Linked DNA regions of Xenopus laevis: region 1 is linked to region 2. A link is a contact called in public Hi-C data. All regions are on one chromosome and are shown on one strand. The core of a region is the stretch at or near the end of the contact, and the rest is flanking DNA. Distances in the headings are between cores, read along the strand shown. Region 1 holds the start of LOC108710993 (H/ACA ribonucleoprotein complex subunit 2-like protein). Region 2 holds the start of emx1l.L (homeobox protein EMX1).

The links. A called contact is a pair of places that touch in the nucleus more often than the background predicts.
Region 1: a contact with region 2 is called in a Hi-C map of the XTC cell line, with 3 times the contacts expected there. A contact is called at or near these places in 2 of 4 Hi-C or Micro-C datasets (the XL177 cell line and the XTC cell line).

What each region holds. Positions count from the first base shown.
Region 1 is chr3L:55,126,680-55,129,379 of Xenopus_laevis_v10.1, forward strand. It overlaps LOC108710993 (H/ACA ribonucleoprotein complex subunit 2-like protein), which reads right to left and starts at 1,383. Exons shown (of 4, transcript XM_018252268.2): 1 at 1,145-1,383. The coding sequence starts at 1,292.
Region 2 is chr3L:54,968,691-54,971,390 of Xenopus_laevis_v10.1, forward strand. emx1l.L (homeobox protein EMX1) reads left to right here and starts at 1,288. Exons shown (of 3, transcript XM_018252265.2): 1 at 1,288-2,172. The coding sequence starts at 1,884.

The DNA of each region.
Region 1 (2,700 bases), core at 133-2,632, 160 kb after region 2:
GGATGCATACCATTTGGGAAAGCTGTGCTAACCACCATCCCCCCCTCTATTTGGACAAGCATATAGGGCCTAATTGCTGGAAGAAGCTTCGAACAAAGCATGTGCTACATTTTTTTTAAGAAGTGTTTCAGAGTGAAATGATGTGTGCCCTCCAAAAGCTCTAGATCAGTGATCCCCAACCAGTAGCTCATGGATGTTGCTCCCAGTAGCCTCACGCTGAGTGGTTATTTTTGAATTACTGATTTGGAGGCAAGTTTTTGTTGCCCAACAGAGCCTCGTGTAGGTCAACAGTCCACATAGGGGCTACCAAGTGGCTAATCACAGTACTGATTTGGCATCCCAAGAATATTTTTCATGCCATCATTTCTCCACAACTCCTTTGAATGTTGCTCATGGGTTTAAAAGGTTGGGGGTTCCCTGCTCTAGATCCCCTAACAGGACAAAGACGCATGACATTTTGTCATGGCAACAAGATGCCAGAAAATTCATGGCCGTTGTGGGAGCTAAGAATCGCCACAGCTAAAACACTTCAGATCAGATTGAGTGACCTGTATTAGCTGCAACAACAGCACAGAGTTTTCTCCATGATGAAATGGGGGGGGGGGGTGAAGAGACAATACCCCATAAAGGGCCAGCACATGGAACAGGTTGTATAAGGGTTCAGGCAGTTTGGTTTCTGGGGTCAGACTGCTGGGGTCAGCAGTGGTAGTGTTAATGAATGAAGAAGCCCCTTAAAAACAAGTTCACTGTGTGACACCCAGCCAGGAAATAATTCATCTTTGATTAACTTACAGCAGTTATAGTTCCGCTTACTATAAAGGAAATAACATTTCTATTAAAGTACTATCTTCTTCGGAAAGTGACAAGAGGAATAAAACAAATTGGACAAATCTGTGTGTATTAATGACAAAACGCTGGCCACAGGCTTCCACTGAAACCATGCTCAGTACTGCTAAGAATTTCAATGGCATGTGCCGCCTGTGGTTACTCTGTGCATCAGTAACTACATCCAGCTTGAAGTGCAAGTAATCGCATTGACTGTTATCGCGTCTTAAACACATTTTAGACTCAATCGCAATTCACGAGATGTGAAAACTCTAATTACGTCTCCACCAGAGCGAGGGAATTGAAGTGAGCACGGTACCTTTCTTTACACATTTGTTCAGCTTCTTGGTGAGTTTGCGGCCCGCGAGTGGTTTAGCGACAGGGTTTAGATACGATAACAGCTCATCGTATGATTTACTCGGCGTCTCGGGCACCTCCTCACATTCCTCCTTCTTCACTTTAGTCATTTTCCTAGATCGCACACGAGCAGGATGAAGTTATAACCACATGTAAGCGCGCACGCTCTCGCCTCTGAGGACTTCCGTGTCCGGTGGGAGGAGCAAATGTACGCCAATCAGTGACTTGTGCTCTAGTCTATATGTAAGAGGAACTCACGTCAGTTTATTGTAGTCGATTTATTATCATGTCGTACACAGTGTGTGTGTGTGTGTATATATATATATATATATATATATATATATATATATATATATATATATATATATATATATATATATATATATATAATTTTTTTTTTTTTTTTTCATCCATTCAAGCTGATATAATGGTATTCTGAAGTGTGCATCTGTTGTCTGCTAAATAACTTGTGTTTGAATGGCTGCCCTCACAGCTACACAGAAGCTTGTTTATATGAACTATAGAAGTGTTTCTGAAGCAAATATACCTGTTTTACCAGTGCAGGCCAACTGTTCATTATATTTTAATTGTTTTAAAATACTTTCATTTCAGGGTGTTACTGTTACTTTAAAGACCATCAAAGACAACCAAAGTGTTTCCATATGAACATATTACACCAGGTTTCCCAGAATTTACATTTGGAAACATGGAGGTAGGGTTGCCACCTTTTCTGGAAAAAAATACCAGCTTCCTATATATTTATCTTTTTGTTTGTATTAACAACATTCGGATCAATCATCGTTTTTGCCGGCCTACACGGAGGGAGTAAGGAGCAACAAACGCATGCTGTGTCTAGAGGCTTCACCCCCCCCCATGCGTAGTACTGTAAATTAAATCCCCTACTAATCTTGGAGGGTCTCCACTGGGCCCTATGCACTGCAACTAGGGTTGCCACCTGGCCGGTATTTTACCGGCCTGGCCGGTAAAAATGATGGTTGATCCCAATGTTATTAATAGGGAAAAATGATAAATATATAGGAAGGCCAGTATTTTTTTTCCAAAAAAGGTGGCAACCCTAACTGCAACTCAATTCCCAGTGTGCAAGCCTTATTTCATACAGTAGTTCCTCCACAGCAGCTGCCAAATAAACAAAACATGCATATGTACTTTCAATCTGCCAGTCGCCAAGATGGCAATGTCAAAAGGAAGCTTTTTCAGTTGTGCAGGTGGCCAAAACTAGTGGTAGGCAGCAGAGCTATGTGGGGAGTAATCAGCTGTTAAAGAATTGAGCAATGTGTGGGAGTTTATAGCGAGCACTGGGCCAAATAGTATTGCCTTGGATGCAAATACCATATCTCTCAACATTTTGGAAATAGAAAGAGGGACAAATAGATTTGCCGTGCTCCATGTGGCTGTTTTTTGGCCACATGCACTAATTACAATGTTCATTTTACAAAATTTGGCAGGTTATGAATGTTTGAACACATTTCTTTCTATTGTTTTTTTTTTTTTTTGAGT
Region 2 (2,700 bases), core at 38-2,537:
AGAAATGTTTAGTAATTAGTGATCCGGTTTCATGAGGCACTTGTTACCCTGAATACACACTCACACTAAAGTAACATGCTGATCCCTAGTTACATTCATACAGTGCAAAGTCGATGAAGGTCTCAAATGACAACCGAAACGTTAGCGGTGTAATCTTATACTCGTTTGCACCCTGCACTATACAAACACAGGGGCCGTTTTTTTTTATACTTGGCTTTATATGCCACCTCTATAGGGATTAAAATATTTAGCAGTTTGTTGTCTCTCCCCCAAAGCGTTTTCCTATACAAATCGGAATAAAAGAAGAAATATAATTAGCACAAAAAAAAAAGAAAATGTGGGATAACTTTTTTTTCTCCAGGAAAACGAGAGGTTGAAGTGAAATGTTGCAGAAGCAGTGATATTACTACGACTAATAAAACATGAAGCAGCACAAGGTAAACTAATGCACTGGGGGGTTAGTAGCGCTGGGAGAAGAGTAGGCGTAATTGTAGCAGAGCAGTGGCAGTAGTAGGTAACACATAGGTGCAGTTTGTTACAGCCAGTGCCATCCTTGCCAAGTGCCACATAGCACATCAAACTGCCAATAAATGACATAACAATGCGCCTAGTACATAAACCCAAGTAAGATAATAATATGTGTATATGTAGCTGCTGTACATCAGAAGTCCTGTCAACCAAAGTGCAACTAACTGTTCACAGACCAAACTCCCTGAATTCCGACAACCTTATTCAGATTTAATTTTGGTGTCGGTGCAACTGTTTATTGCAATGGGAAATTGACTTTCTGCGCCGGAGAATGAATTGTTTCAGACACGTGGATAATATTATAGAATATATGTCTCGCCGTTTCAGGAAAAGGAAGAAAGATTTCCCCAGAGAAAAGGTTACACCTAACTCCCCTGCTGTTGTTGTACTACAACTCTCAGATCTCCTTACTGATGAAGAGACATAAATCGGCCCGAAAGCTTGCATTTTTTGTAATTTCTAGCATCCCCTGTCACAGCCAGAAAAAGCTTCAAACGTGACAGAAACGATACAAACTTCTACTTACACCCCTTCCTAACAGTTGCACCTCAAATGAAAGCGTAATCTCGGGGACACAATTTAGTTTTCTTTCTTTGGTACTATCCCATAATCCAGCTGCAGTAGTGGGGGAGGGGTAATCCTGACCAATGTGCTCTGTGCACTACTCGGTGAGTTTGGGGTGCTTATGTGTGCGCAGCAGGTGAGTTGCTGTGGAAAGAGAAAGGAAAGCAAATCACTTCATGTCATCCTCTTGGTAAGGTGCTAGTGCCCCGCGATAACCACGCCCACCTCCAACGCTATTGGCGGATGGTAGGATGACAGGCCGGTAGGGTCGGGGATTAGAAAAGAAACCTCAGAAAGGTACAATCTGACTCCAAGAAGCTAAAAGTATTTTCTTATGTCCCCAGCCTGAGCGCTTATCTTGTGTGAGCCACAGATAGGAACAGCACTTTAAACTGCCCACAACGATTCTGGACAGCGGGGCAGAGGGAGGGTCACAGGGCCACGACATCTTGGGAAGAGCGGAACTTTCACTGGTGAAAGACAAACAGGAGACACCAGGTATTTCATCAGCCCCAAGAAGCGCAAATTACAACCCCACTCCCGGAGACTCTTGGAACAGCCCGTTCCCTGGCGCTGAAGTGATTGGAACACTGGCACTGGGATAGGACTTGATGTAGGATACGTCTGGCAGCGCCTGTCACTACTAACCTGCTTCACCCCTACAACTACTGGCCCATAATACAGGGCAGCACCTTCACCTTGACAAAGGCACTGCCTACTCCGTACATTGGGGTCCTGACAAGGTGGGATGAGGATTGGCCTGCACTAGTGATCTGCCCCGGGGCAGCGCCATGTTTCTACCTCCAGTTAGGAAGGGCTTCTCCATCGAAGCTTTGGTTGGACCAGATCGAATTCCCGAGGAACCCCTTAGGCCCACTGCACTCAAGTACCCTGAACCTGGCCATGGGCTGACCCCGGCCCCTCTCCGGCCTGGGATTCGACTCCTGGGGCCCCCAGACCTTCTCTTCCCCGAACCAGCGGCTCCTCCCTATGGGTCTAGCTTGGGGCTCCCTCAGCATCGCCTACTGCACCGGGACCCTCTTACTTTCTGCCCCTGGATACTCCGACACCGGCTGCCAGGTGAGGCCTTAGCTATGGCTCTGGGATTGTATTGGGACTGAGTCTGGCACTACAGGGGTTATATGAGCCACTGCCAATGTGGGGTACAGCGATTACACTGGGAATTTAAAGACAGACATTTTATAAAGGACTGACTTTTCAAAATAAAATTGTCCAGGAGACAATGAGTGAGAGGGAAGGTAACAGTGTCAGACTGGGATACCAGGGGCCCACCAGAAAACCTTAGGCCGAGGGCCCACTTTCCAAACTATTATACCTCCTCTCTTCACTCAACCTCTTTATTCTCCTAGTCTTTTATATCTACTTACTATATTCTTTCATTATTACTATTTTTTCTAATATAGATATAGCGAATGACCATGAAATTGCCCAAATGTTTAGAAGCAAAAGGGCCCACTGACACCTGGGCCCACCTGGAGTTTTCCTGGTATCCCAGTGGGCCAGTCCAACACTGGAAGGTATATTTCTGGGGGTTGGCTGTTTGGGAGTTTGTGACCATAGTAGGTCCAGACTGAGAATTAAAATAGG